2 separate regions of the Gossypium hirsutum genome follow, and region 2 is linked to region 1. The links are chromatin contacts, called in public Hi-C maps. All regions are on one chromosome and are shown on one strand. The core of a region is the stretch at or near the end of the contact, and the rest is flanking DNA. Distances in the headings are between cores, read along the strand shown.

The links. Hi-C and Micro-C count contacts between places; a contact is called where the count stands out from the background.
Region 2: a Hi-C map of leaf shows a contact between it and region 1, with 2.7 times the contacts expected there. The contact joins the promoter of LOC107921392 here to the promoter of LOC107922036 in region 1. A contact is called at or near these places in 3 of 34 Hi-C or Micro-C datasets (hypocotyl, leaf and seedling).

The regions. Positions count from the first base shown.
Region 1 is chrD01:12,547,090-12,554,867 of Gossypium_hirsutum_v2.1, forward strand. LOC107922036 (BTB/POZ domain-containing protein At1g55760) reads left to right here and starts at 3,358. Exons shown (of 4, transcript XM_016851863.2): 1 at 3,358-3,640; 2 at 3,941-4,086; 3 at 4,263-4,381; 4 at 4,469-5,290. The coding sequence starts at 3,522. The coding sequence ends at 5,071. LOC107922038 (protein CLMP1) reads right to left here. Exons shown (of 5, transcript XM_041087074.1): 1 at 6,113-7,778; 2 at 4,784-5,243; 3 at 4,438-4,669; 4 at 3,918-4,097; 5 at 2,942-3,666. The coding sequence ends at 6,665. It overlaps LOC107921212 (a long non-coding RNA gene), which reads left to right. Exons shown (of 2, transcript XR_001690975.2): 2 at 1-474.
Region 2 is chrD01:12,701,072-12,708,849 of Gossypium_hirsutum_v2.1, forward strand. It overlaps LOC107921392 (receptor-like protein 9DC3), which reads right to left and starts at 2,967. Exons shown (of 3, transcript XM_041086344.1): 1 at 2,731-2,967; 2 at 817-2,590; 3 at 162-730. The coding sequence starts at 2,967. The coding sequence ends at 162.

The DNA of each region.
Region 1 (7,778 bases), core at 2,108-4,607:
TTGAAGTTGTATTAGGCTAGTCGATTGGTCTTTGACTAGCAATTTTCTAGGACTATTCAGGTGATTGCTTCTTGACTCTTTGTACATTGTTCTATTTCATTTTCTTTGTCAATGAATTTGATTTTATCATTGGTTAATGTTTTTAGTAGCTTATGTTCTGTTTCGGAAGACTCTCCAGTTTTATGCAGGCTTCAGCATTTTCATGCTTTATGTGTATCAACTTCCTATAGAGTTCTCAAGTATGTTACAGTGGATAGTTGATTTTGTTGGTCTATTCAAAATATGTTGAACATCTGAGTGGACTGAAATTTGCTCTTCTGTTTCTTTTGTACTTTTTTACATCATGGTATGTACTAGTTTTATTACTATAGGTTTGATTCTGTTTAAAGATTTTAGCTGAACCTTTAAATGAAATGCAATACACTCTTCCCTCTTCCTAGAATCTTATATTATGAAATTGACTTCATTTGAGTCTTTCCTGTGTCTGACATTTGTCCATCTAATAGCATTTTCCCCATATTACTAATTTAAGATGGTTTGAAGTGTTTTCTTTCTATAAGAAAAATTTCCTGGACAGATATGAAGTATTTAGTTGCAAACTAGACTTTGGAGATTGATGACATTTTTGCCATTCTGGATGCAATTTTTATTCAATTTGCTCAATGAAATTGCAGTTGAAAATTTGAGAGCTTCCTAGTTGGAAACCACATATTTATATAATATATGTTCTTAATAGTTTTGAACAAGTTAAATTAATTATAAAGAAATAATATAATTGAGAACAAGATTAGAGCAGCTCTATGTATATGCTTAGTACATGTCTATTGTGAATTTATATTTGCTATATAAATATTATCCCTTTTTAAAACTTTAATCCAAATATATGTAATATTTTAATTTGTTAGACTTATGTTTTCTATGTTATGTTAATATCTCATATGAGTTATATATTCAAATATATTTTAAAATAAAATAATATAAATGTGTTAAAAGCATTAATTAAAAATAAAAAATAATTTTTATAATAATACAATTCTGTCAATATCTAATTATAAATATTTAATTATTATATTTAAATATTTAAATATAGTTTATATATTCTAATTAAATTTAATAAATAATTAATATTAGTTACTTAGAAATATTTAAAATTAATATTATTATTAAAATATTAACAATAAGTTATAATAAATTCTTTTTTATATTTTTGCTAAAATATCATAATTTTAACTAATTTGAACATTATTTAAATACATATTTGTTACTTTATAATATTATGTCTAAAATGGACATTTTATTCTTCAAAAATATTTTTTGACAGCAATACCAAGCACTCAAATTTTACAAAAGTACTTCTCAAAAACACTTTTCAAAAATATTTTTCAAAAGCAATAAAGAACGCTCTTATTCTTTATCAACAAATGATATATAAAGCATAATTAAATCCCATGACGCAATTGTCTCTCTTTTTTTCTGATGTAATGTAACATATTTTTGTCTTTTTAATTGTCTAGTGATAATTTAAAGGCAGGTAGAGTGTGGTTTTTTTTTTCTTTCTTTTAAAAGAAAGAAAAGTAGGAAGATATTTACAGATTCCTCTAACATTGGTAGAGATTAGTGAGCTAATATTAGATGGAAGAGTCAGAGACTAATTATGAACTTAAGACAAAAGCATTATACATAGGTAAATCTTAACCATTCAAGGATGTTGTAAAATATTTATATATGTACATATATAGTTGCGTATTTGCAGAAAAACAAAACCATATAAATATATATATATAACAGTAGGGATCTACTGATTTTTCTGAGAGCGACATCCATAAACCAAAAATTAACAACAATAATCATCCTTTTCTCTTCCAATTATAAATAAATTAATCAAATTTTAGTCATTGATGACAAATCATTAATTGTGCATTAGTGATTTGCTCCAACATCAAAGGTCGTTTGTGTTATTTCAGTGGGTAGGGGTCCCATACTTCATTCCAGCAAATCCACTCCTATTAATCTTGGAATTAAAAGCAATCAAACCCTATAAAACCGAAGAAACTTATATTATAGCCACACCTCCGAAAAAATTGATAAATTAATTATTATACATGAGATTAAAGAGTAAAATGGTTATTTTTATTAAAAAAATTATTTATTTGTATTGTTAAAAATGAAGGAGTATACATGTAATTGTGGAGGCAAAGTGTATGGTTGCAATCATTTCATTGGAGACGTGTTTGTTTCATACGTAGATGATGCATGTTTTTCTTGCAAGTTTGGGATGCCTTGAAAGAATCTAATGTCATGCGTGTCCCACATCTCCCCCAATGAAATAAGGAGATATTTGTTTGTGTGTTGCACTAAATATCATTTAATTAATTGAAAATAAACAAAGGAGTCAAAGATTCCAATCCTTGATTGCCACTCCCTCCTTCCTTCCACCTTTATTGGTTAAGGATCCCACTTGCCTTCTTTTTTCTGTTTGCTATATGACTTGAAATTTGGTGTTGAAGTTTACTTCCTCTTTTACATTCATGATTTAACTTTGATTAATAAAAAGACAAAAAAATATTGAGAGAAAGCATCAGAATCTTTAGTGTGTTGAAGCTAAAGAAAGGCTTTATTGGTTTACCTGTCCTTTTCCTTTCTTTTCTTCTTTCTCCATAGCCTGATGGCTTCATTTACATTAAAAGGAAAGAACCAGAAAGAGAAGCAAGCAAGCCAACAGAAGCAGTTGAATTGGGTGCAAGCAAATCCATGAATGGCCCAATGAGTGTGGAATAGGAATTAATTAGAATGACTTACAAATTCTTTTTGAGCTCTCACTAGATCTAAATGAATAGAATCAAACATTTAAATAAGAATTAAGAGTTTTATTTATTTTTTGATACACAGACTTGAGTTCGAGATTTTACTTCACCCCAATAAATTCAAACAAGGCAAAGTATTAGAGATTAGAATTAGATACTTTGCTTGAAATCAAAGCTCCATAAATTTAGTCCAACCATTAAACACAAACCCCTTAATGAAATACAAATAGGAAGAGCAGTGCTAAAAAAATAAAAAATAACCTTAGGGAAAAGCTTTTTGCTTTTGTGTGTATGACTCGATCTATGGACGACCCTCCACTCCAAATTCTCCAATAAATAATCCCCACGCACCCACCTGAATATCAGCTCAAATCGAAACAAACATTTCACCAAATCTTCCCTTCCTCTCTCTCTCTCTCTCTCTCTCTGCTCAACACCATATTAAATTAACACCAACCCTTGCCATATTTAAACTACACTTCACCACTTCTCTCATCTCTGTCTCTAATATTTCCAGACCGGACACCACCAGCAGTGTTTTTTGTTTACAGGCAGAAGGGAGAAAGTGGGTGTTGTGTTTTGTTTTTGGCTGATTCAAGTATTTAATGTGGAGAGAGGGATATAGTAACAGTAAACCTGGGAAAGTCAAGAGACCATTTTTTCGAAGGTATATTTGATTGCATCCATGAGATCACTGCGTCCCTGGCTTTGTTTAGGATGACCGAGTCTGCTTACAGAGTCGAAACCACCGCTCGTCTTGCTCAATGGAGGATAGATAATCTTGCCTCTTGCACTTACCGCAAATCCGATCCTTTCAAGATCGGCAACTGGAATTGGTCTGTCTCCTTTGATTTCTCTTCATCTTTTTCTTACAAAGAGTCAAAGTTAATAATAAATAACAAAACTAAATGACCATATACCATGTTTTGATCATCCATTAGTTTCGTTTCTTATCCTTGGAATTTGGATAAACGTCCATCCATCATGGATGAAATCCTTTATGGGGCTTTAAACTTTGGTTTGTTATTGTTTCTCTTGAGTTGCTAGAATTTTTTGTTGTTTATCATGATAAATCTGGATGAATATAAGTTTATTGGAACACTGTTCTTATACCTTGCTTTTTATGTGGATTGAAGGCATTTGTCAATGGAGAAGAACAGGGTATTGTATGTTAAATTATACCCAGAAATTTCGAATCTAACAAGAGACAATCCCCCAATTGCATCCTTCATCATCCGAGTTGTATGCTCAGCAGGGGATCGAAAGGCTTTCACTCATCCGGGTACATCCTGCCTGCTTCAAAACAGAACAATCACTAGTTAATATTTTGATTAAGCCTGTATATTTGTTTTTCATCTGTATGACAATTCAGATGATCCACATGATGGTGCAAAGTCATGTCCCTTCTTGTTACTATTTAGAGAACCTAATTTCCAATTCTATTGTCTCTGATTGTAGAAATAAAAGACAAACAGCTGAAGAGCAACGAAGATTTTGTCTGGCCAATCGAGGTTCCTTTGACGGGGAAATTCATAATCGACGTTGAATTTCTTGATCTAAAAACCGCATCTCCAAACGTAAGACTCAACCATCCAAAAGATAATAATAGGAGTAGGAGTTAATAATATCATACCTAGGTTAATAAGTTTGGTGTTGATTCACAGGGTGGGGAACCTTGCTCCATTTGGGCTGAAGGACTCACACAAAAGCAATCAAATGCCACAGCTCTTGCATGCCTTGGTCGGATGTTAACACAAAGCATCCACACAGATATCATTATTAATGCTTCTAATGGAAGCATTGGAGCTCATCGTGCTGTTCTTTCTGCACGATCGCCTGTTTTTCACAGCATGTTTTCACATAACCTGCAAGAAAAAGAATTGTCAACCATAAACATATCTGACATGTCAATTGAAGCTTGTCAGGCTTTGCTATGTTACATTTATGGAAACATCAAACATGAAGAATTCCTGGCTCACCGGCTGGCACTTCTCCGGGCAGCTGATAACTATGATATATCGGATTTGAAAGAGGCCTGCCACGAGAGTCTCCTAGAAGATATTGATACAAAGAATGTCCTTGAGAGACTCCAAAATGCAGCTTTATACCAATTGCCAAAACTCAAGTCCAGTTGCATGCGATATCTTGTGAGATTTGGCAAGATATATGATATTCGAGATGATTTTAATGCTTTCCTGCAATGTGCAGACAGGGAGCTGATAACTGATATATTCCATGAAGTTCTAAATACCTGGAAAGGATTCTAAGATGCCACCAATGATAAACGCCAATGTGTTTTTAAGTCAGTGGTACTTGTAGCAGCGATAAAGATTGTAGCGTGCAGGATCGTATTTGTAAAGATGATTCTTTTGTTCAGATGGTATTCATTTCTCCATGTACATACACATGTATGTATTGGTTCCCTTTGACAAAAACATTCTATCCTTGTTATCAGAGTTTCAGAAATGCAACATAATTAGACTAAAGTTGTTAGATTTATACTGAGATTTAGATTTTAAAAGGACTATGTAATTTGGGATATGATACGGCGCTATACATTATCGCATGCTGCCACACAACACAAATAACACTCAAAATCATATAAGCATGGATATAGGCCATAGAATCGATCTGATTTGAATTGGTTGAGCACTGGAGCTTGAATTTAACCATTGGTTTCTATTTTCTCGATTATCTAATCAAGGACCACTTGAAAGGCTGATCAAACCGAGGTTGACTAAAATTGCTACTAATAATTTGAGCTTTTGAATCAATGCCAAGGCAGATAAGAGACAAACTGATATTAGATTGTTTCTACCTGTCCTTCAACATAAATATTAATACAGATGAAAGAATCAGTCCGTCTTTATCTACCATACAAGGCAATAAGGCCTACACCTAAACTGATAAAAATCAACAAACCATAATCAACACAGAAAAGATGTAAATATATAATTGCTAATAGAATAGAACGATTTTATATGCTAAAACTGTTATAGTTCCCAAGTCGAGATATAAGATTTATTTATGAAAAAGATCAAGAGGTACCATAAATTTAACAGAGTTGAAAACAATTAGGACGCAATAAAAAGATAAAAATGCCCATATGAAACAATGAAACAATATAACAAACACAAACCAAGTAAAAAAGCTGACATACCGGCTTAGACGAGTCAATGAGAGGATTCCATATATCAAGAAACATCATATGCGTATGAAGGGAAAAAGGAGGAGCTTAAAACTAAGCACAATCATCACATGCAAAGCAGAAAGTAGAGTTTCAACGGTAGAGGTGTATATATACTCACTTGCGGCAACAGTCGAATATTCTCCCCATCATTGCTTGGAACCTCTGAAGATGAAGATGGAGTGAAAGAGGATAGCCGTGGAGGGAATAAGAATAAGTTGGTGGGAATGGGAATATGGAGGGAATATTATTAGGATCTTTTTTTGGTTTCTGGTCTTTTATGTTGTAGATAATTACGAAATTGAGACAGGCCAACCCTTGACTCAGTCTGAGACTCAAACTGAAAAGCCCATATCATAGTAATAATTGAAGTACAGTTCACAATTAAAATTTCGTAGTTCATTCATGCCAAATTTGACAAACTTAAGTGGGAACTGTATTGTATCACACAAAGTTACATGGTGAAAAACTCATTGGTATTCAAATATGTCTATTTATAACAAAAAGAAAAAGAAGTTAATTTAAGGTTAAAACAGAAACCTTAAAACCCAAAAACTTTCAGGTACCACTCATCAATATCAGACCCGAATATCCCATTTGCAGGGAAGAGTCTAAAATGCACTCTCATTCACAAAGAGCATCAAAGACATTAAAAAATTTTAATTCCCCTATATCACTTGTCAGATGTTTGATTGACATCACTGCTCTCTGCGTCACCACCAACTTTCTTTTCGTCTCCTTCCACGGCATCTCCATTTGAGCAATGGTTCTTCAAAACTGTAGAAATGTCGGATTCAGAAGCTCCAGCAAGCTTGAAGCGCTCAACAGCAGTATCTAGATTTCTTTTCCAACCATCCATTCCTAATTTGCATTCAACTTGGGATCGTTCAAAGAGCATGTTGCCCCAGAAAAGATGTATTTGTGATCTCATCACAGCTGCTTGTTCGGCTGCTTCCTCAGGCGAAAGCTCACCCTGATTACCAGTTCCTAGGAGCTCACTTTCTGCAACACTTCCAGGTTTCTTCCTCCTCTTTAACAAATCATCCTTCTTGATCGAATTTGGATCTTTCAACTCATTTGCTCTCTGCTCTTCCAACTTCTCCCACATTTCTGTAGCAGCTTTCATCTTCTCCTCAGCGCTGCCAAAAAGTTGAAATGTCTCAGCAGGATCCCAGCTTGAGAGATCTATTTTCTTTGCAAGTGCAAAAGACCAATTAAGTTTGGCCATTTCAAATTGCTGCTGTCCCAGTGCAAGCAGACCTTCATAGAAGTCCGGCTTGATTAAGAGTGCTTCGGAATACTTCTCCCGGGCCAAAGAATACTTTTCCCTAACCCAGTCATAAGCCACTTGAAGTTGTGCTGACATTACCTCCTTGCTAGCAGACTCATCTAGAGGAATACGTTTCCTTGCAGCACACATATGAACATTTCCCCAATTAAAGAAAGCCAATGCAGCCACCTCTTGGAACTTGGCAGCAGCTTTGTCAAAGAGGATTTGAGCTTCATCACTAGTAACTGTCTCCTCAAGAGCCTCTGAACAGAGCTCCATTCCAAGCTCGTGCAAGTCAATATGAGCATCAGGATCAATACCCACATGAGTGCGGAAAAGTTGAGCAAACTCAAACAGCCAATCATCCATCTCTACTTCCTTGCACTCTGGATCTTCTGTAGCTCCTGCTTTTTCCTTTGAAGCTTCTTTCTCTGTCTTTTCAATCTCAGTGTCAACACCTTCTGACCCATTATCACCAAGAGACGAGTGAGACCCACTCTCATCAGCCTTGGCTCCC
Region 2 (7,778 bases), core at 1,717-4,216, 150 kb after region 1:
ATAACCAAAACATAAATCTAACACAGCCCAATCAAAATCATCATCAACATAACAACAAACAAACAAACCCGACCAAATATAGGAAAACAAAAGTTTATCACAACCTTCAAGCGTTGACAGCATTATTGAATTGCTCAAACCAGCTTGGCTTTGGAGGATGATCACCTTCTTCGTCTTCGAGCTTCAAACAAGGTCACGAGCCATTTGGGCTTACCGGTTCTAAGACGAGCACATCCGATTGCCGCTCCAAATATGAATCCAAATCCATAACCGATCGCAACAGCTTTCCACCCAAATTCAAGCTTTGAGCCATCGTCTTCTTGAGAGTTCATCCACGGTGCAGGAGGTGGTTGCCCCAACACGTTGTTGTTGCAGCCTCTAGAGAGTGGAACGCCACATAATCCCTCATTTTCATGGTACGAACCATTTTCAAAAGTGTTGAACTGCTTGCCTTTTGGTATGGGTCCAACAAGTTGATTATATGAAACGTTGAAGGAGGAAAGGAAGGTCAAATCTAGCAATCCCGTTGGAATTTGCCCACTCAACTGATTGGACGAAAGATCCAACCATTCAAGCCTAGTCATGTTTCTAAGTGAAGATGGTATATGCCCAACGAGATTGTTATGAGAAAGATTAAGACCTCGTAGCGAACTAAGCTCTCCGATGTCTCTTGGAATCTGTCCTTCAAAGTTGTTGCTTGAGAGATCAATGCTTGTGAAAATAGTTAAATCTTCATCAATTCAATCTCAAACCCTTTAACAGCTATAGCAACAGAATAATCATACGAGTAATTTCTTTCCCCCATGTATCTCACACCTTTGCCATCGTCAAGAATATTGATCATTCCTTTGAAATCTTTTATGTAGCCGGTTGGCAGAGGACCAAAAAAGTTGTTGCAGGAGAGATCAACTATTTGCAATTTCAGAAGAGATTGAGGACTCGTAGGAGCCGTTATTGGACCATGGAATTTGTTGGAACGAAGTACAAGAACTTGTAACTCTGATAATGCCTCGATCCAATGAGGAAAGCTATCATTTATCATGTTGTTGCCAACATCTAGAACTTGCAAGTCTTTGCAGTTGGTGATTGAAGGTTTCAATGGCCCTTCCAAATGATTGCTATTCAAGTTCAGATTCTTCAATGCACATCCTTTAGCAAATGTCGAGGGAATGGCTCCATGGAGCTTATTCATCTTCAAGTTCAACGATGAAAGACTCTGGCTAAAGCTTCCGATGCATTGTGGGATGACTCCACTGAAATCATTATGAGACAAATCGAGAATCTCAATAAATTTCGCATTGCATATACCTGACAACGTTCCAGTCAAACTATTGTTTGAGACTGATAGGAATCTGATATTAGGGGGTAATTCCGGTAGATCACCTTCAATGAAATTCGAGCGGAGGTTTAAAAACTCAATGTCTTTCCAAGGAAATTTGGACAGTCGGCCACGAATTCTATTATTGGAAAAGTCTAAAACACTTAAATTTTTTGACCCTTGTAAGACATAAGTGACGCTGTTGTTGGAGCTCAGCGACAGGGTATCAGATGAAAGATCAAGATATTGGAGACTGTGAAGCTCTGAGAACATGTCCGAACTTATTGTACCGTTGAGTTTATTCGACGATAAATCAAGGAAAGAGAGGTTCACAAGTTTAGAAATTGAGCTTGGAATCGGACCTCGAAAGCTGTTATTTTTCAAAACTAACATGTTCAAACTTAAAAGTCTATTTTGGAATTCACTGATATGACCAATGAATTGATTGTTTCCAAGATCTAGATGTACAAGAGGAATGGTATAAAGCCAAGATGGCGTTGTACCACTGAGTAAATTATTAGATAAATCAAGAAAGCCTAGATTTGGAAATGCATTTGGGGTTTCAGGAAGAGAGCCCTCTAATTGGTTCCATCGAAGGGAAAGAAGGCCCAGTTTTGCGAGGTTTGTAAGTGAAGAAGGAATCTTACCACTAAAATAGTTATATGAAAGGAATAAGAATTCTAGCTGAGTTAGATTTCCTAGTGATGTAGGAATTGATCCAGAGAAGTTACTAGACAATAGAGCCAAACCCGCTAAAGACTTTAAATCTCCAAATGATTCAGGCAATTCTCCAGACAAAGACGTCATGGATGCGCTCAAAATCACTAGGGGACTGCTCCAATTGGATTTTGGAAACTGACCAGTGAGTTTAGAGTTTTCATCCAAACTCAGGTACTCGATGTTGGGAAGTTTGAAAATGTTGTCTGGCAATTTTCCCCGCAAATGACAACGACAAAGACTGAGAGATGCGAGAGAGTAAGAAAGATTGACGAAGGAATTAGGATCAATGGATGACATGTCTATTCCATCCAAATAGATCTCCCTTACCTTTGTCAAGTTCCGCACTATTCCGTTTACAGCGGATTTTTCAAGTTTCAAAATTGGTCCAGGCGCTTGAAAGCCAATGAGATCTGTAATTGGACGGTCGGAAAGATGCAGTGAAACTAAATTGGAGAGATAGGAGATTTCGTGGGGAACAGGACGTGAAAACCATGAATAGAAAAGGTTAAGATGTGTTAAGCTTGGAAAGCGACCGAAGAAATTTTGGATTTCCTGAAATCATTGAAGGATAAATCCAGCCTCTGCAAACTTGAAAGGAGGAAAAAGGTGGTGTTGGAAGGGAATGTGCCAGAAAGGCAACTGCAACTGAGGTCAAGGCTGATGACTTCACCGGTGATGTTGTCACAACTCACTCCATCCCATAAGCAGCAATCTGTACCCTTCTTCCATGAGGTGGTCTTAGCCTTAGGATAAGAATATTCACAATCTTTAGAAGCAGTTTGGTTAATGGAAAAGTGGGTTTTGAATTGGAACAAGGCAGCACTTTGGTTAGGAGAGCACAAATGTGTTGGTGAAGAAGGAGAACATAAAACTGATATGAAATGGAAACAAAGTAATAGATTGAAGGTAGGCGAATGGTATCCCACCATGGTAATTCCAGGGACGTATAATGCGATGGTTAAGAGTAGTAAGACCGATAAGCATGAATATTTATAATAGTAAGTCTTCAAATTTGTATAAAAAATAATTAAAATTGAAAAAGAAAAGTCAAATGAAGAAACAATAATTATTGTTGGGCACGAAAGTGTTGAGAAAGGATAGACAACACACATTTGGTCTGTTTTCAGATATGTCAATTGCAAGTCGATATATAAATTCTCCACAAAAAACAAGATATAATATAGGAAATCACATTTTTTACGCTAAAAACTTGCACAACAAAATTACTACTCAATACCCAAAAGCAAAAATTAGTCACTTATTGTTTATTTTTTATCTTTTAAATCTTTTTTTTTAATATTATACATGTTTATTTTATGATCAAGATTCGTGACTACTTCCTCTTAATAATTTTATTTCCAATAATTTTTTTTTTATAGTTGTTGCATGATTATCAAATTAATTAATGAGCAAGAAAAGAAATATGGCAAAACACGAGGGGAAGAAAAGAGTGGTAGCGTATGGTCAATGTTGTGGGCTTTGTATAGTATTGGGCCAGCATTTCCATCCATTACTTTTTACAATATGATTTTTGGGTATTAAATAGTACATAAGCAATTAAGCATCAAATAATAAACAAAGATTGTGTACTTCACTAAAAAGTTCAAATCTAACCGTATATAATAGATTCATTTAAAATATATATAATATGTTCAAACCTATTCAATAATTCATCATCGCAATCCTAATAATAGTAACAATAGATTCATTTAAGTAAGATTCATTTTTCGGTATTACTTTATATACTATTTTCATGTCACAATCCTAACAATATTAGCGTATTCAGTGGGGGGAGGGTTTCTGCCAGATTTTATACGGGGTGGAACCAAGTCAAGCAACGAGAGATAACAATCCTAACAATAACATTTAATGGGGATTTCTGATTTTCTCCTATACGGGGTTCAACCATTAGTATTGGGGCCAGCATTTAAATATTACACGACTTGACTAAAAACGTTCAAATCTAATCAAATATAATTATTTTTGGGTAAATATAGATTTTGGTATCTATATTTAGTTTTCATGTTCATTTTGGTATCTATGTTTTTTTTTTCAAATTGGTACTGTAACACCCTTAACCCTTATCCGTCGCTGGAACAAGGTTACAGAGCATTATCGAACTTTTAAGATCAAAAACAGACATCACATATTATTTAACATACATGTCATAAATCAATCATATTGCCCCTTATATGAGCCCTAAAGGCCCAAAATATATTTTAGAAACAAACTGGAACTAAACCTGGTACTCAGAAAATTTTTCCAAAAATATCAAAATTTTTCAAAGGAATAGGGGACACACGCCCATGTGGCCAGGCCGTGTGGCTCACACGGTCAAGAGACACACCCATGTCTCAAGTCGTGTCCAAACTTAGGTGCTCACTGACTTGGATCACACGGCCAAGTCACACTCCCATGTGCTAGGCCGTGTGAGCATACTGTGTTACATTATTAAGGTGCAAGGGTCACACGCACAAGTCATACGCCCGTGTGCTAGGCCGTTGCCACACACGGCTAAGGCACACAACCAAACCACACGCCTATGTGTTAGTCGACTGTGAGGTCCAGCCACACGCCCATGTGTCTGGCCTTGTAGACTCAAAATGAACCTTAAACATTAAGTTTACCATTCCCTACAATCTGGACACTAAGAAACTCAAAGATCATTCATTCAACCAATTCAAAACACAATCAAATACATTTTAAAAATGTCAAAACAGTCAACCTAAATATCTAACCAATGTACCCTCATAGGTACCACAATTATATTATCAAGACAATATTATAAACCTACCAAATTCAATCAACTTTTACCTAATTCATGAACATTTCTGCACTAATTTAAAACATGTCATACTATAGTCTTAACATAAACATATATTTATATATATAACCAACCAAAAATAATTTATAATCTTATTTACAATCAATCCACAGAATAGTTAACATTTAGACGCCCTATGTACATGCCGACACAAAAAGGAATAACATCACCACGTTTGAGTTCGGGACCGTTGTTAGATGTTGAATCGGCGATCACACTTAAGTACCTAACCTACGCATGGAAAATAAAACCGTATGCTGAGTATAAACTCAATGGTATTTCTATAATCTGAATATTTAAAAGTAAAATAATATAATATGCACATTTAATCATACAATAACAATAACCATTCAATTAATCAATTCATAAACAAATTATTCATAATATACTCAATTCTCATCATTTGTTATCTCAAATAGTTTTTCACAATATGATACACAATTTATATGTCTCATTTCCATTTCACATTTGGTATTATCTGTAACACCCCTAACCCTTATCCATCATCGGAATAGGGCTACGAAGCATTACTAGACTTTACGGATTAATTATGGACATTTCACAAAATTTATTATTCATATCAAGAATCAATCATATAACACTCATATTGTCCCTTAATGGACCATCGAGGCCCAATATACTCCTTAGAAGTGAATCGGGACTAAGCCGAATACTCACTGAATTTTTCCCTAAATTTCAATAATTTTCTTAGGCACAGAGGACACATGCCCATCAGGCTCATACGGCCAGGAGACACTCCCGTGACTTAGGCCTTGTGGGCATTCGATGTGAGGCACACGGTTGTGTCCCAGACCGTGTCCGTACCCGTGTAACTCTCTGACTTGAGTCACACGACCAACCACACGCCCATGTGCTAGGACGTGTGCAAAGTCCAAGAGTCACACGGCCAAGACACACGCCCGTGTGCTAAGCTATGTGTAAAAACCTACGCATTCTGTTTCTAAATTTTAAGGTGCAGGGGACACACGGCTAGACTACACGCCCATGTGCCAGGCTGTGTGTCACACACGACTGAGACACATGTTCGTATAGACCAAAATAGGTCATTTAAAGGCCACTTTTCTCACCCTTCTTTATATCAACCTATACACAACATTTTAATACATCAAATAGCCCCAATCAAACATTCAACACAAACCAAAAATCATGTTTTAAACATAATATATCAACACAAAACTCAATTACCTAAACCTACCAAAATAACTCCATTCATTGATTTACCAAAATCTACTACTAAATACATGCATACAAACATATATATATCATTCACAACCATAAGGAGCTGAACAGAAACCCATAAGGGTTAATCTGAAGCTCAGAAAAGATAAACTAAAACCCATTAGGGTTAAACTGAAGCTCAAAAGAGCTGAATTGAAACCCATAAGGGTTAATCTAAAACTCATATGAGTTAACTAAAGCTCATGAGAGCTAAACTGAAAGCAAAAATGAGAGTTCGCTACAAATTTCTGAACCCCGGTTTACTTGGAAAATTTACTGACAATTCCTCTTTACACTGAACGACTATACTCAAACATGCGTTCCATTCACTTCGAACACTTGATTCAATTTCGTAAATTTAATAATAATTTTATTTTCAACAAATGTTACAAATAAATACAAAATACCATTTATTATTTAACATATAACATTAAAAATTAACCATACAAACTTACCTAGGCTAAATTGTAAGTTTGTAGTCGTTAGGGACTATTTTGCTAACTTCCCTTTTTCTCGTTGATGTATGGGCTCTTGATCTAAAATATAAAAATATTCATTCATCAGTATATATTTCAATTCTAATTCACTTCACAATTTATACCCCTTAATTTTTGAAATTACACAATTACCCTAACTTTTATATTTTTTGCAATTTAGTCCCTCACCAATTAGCCCATCAAATAAGCTATTTTTTTCTCAATTAACATTTTATCTAAATATTCTAAGCTATTACACAGCCTTTGATAAATAGAATTTAATACAAAATCCTACTATTTAATCTTTTTCACAATTTAGTCCTAAAATCAATTTCTATTGAAATTACTTGATAAAATCATCATATAACAAAATTAGAGCTTCAAATCCACGTAAATTCATCATAAACATTCAGCACTCATCAATGGTAACTTTCAAAATTATCCATGAAATCAAAACCTAATGAAATAAGTAGTTGGACCATATTGTAGAAGTCTTAAAAACACAAAAATTTCAAGAAAAGAGCAAGAATTGTACTCACATGATGTAAAAATATGAAAAACCAGCTTTAGAAGCTCTCCTATGGCTGTTTTTGGTTGAAGATTGATGAAGAATTGTTTAGAAAATCTTTTAGTTTCAATTTGTAGTTAAACTTTTACAATTTTCCAATTTAGCCCTTATTTCACCCAATTACATGATTTTTCTCTGCTTATGCCGCCCAAGCTATCCACTTTGGGCTAATTTGCCTTTTAAGTCCTCCCTCATTTAACACTTGAGTCATTTAGTATTTTAGTAAGTTTTGCAGCTTTTTCAATTTAGTTCTTTTTAATTAATTAACTATCAAAACGTTAAAATTTTCTAACGAAACTTTAATACTAACTCAATGACACTCCGTAAATATTTATAAAAATATTTACAGCTCAGTTTATAAAATCGAGTTCTCGATTCCTCGTTTTTGAAACCATACCTAATAACTTCTTCTAAAACATAAATCACCAATTCAAGAATATTTCTAAAATCACACTTGACTCATAAATAGTAATTAATAAAAATTTCAAACTCACTCGTTAGATTTACTGATCTTGAATCACTATTTTCGACACCACTAAAAATTGGGCTATTACATTATCCAATACCATTCATAAAATCAATTCATTTAATTGTCCCATTAACATGACTCGGACTCGGACGGATACACAGATC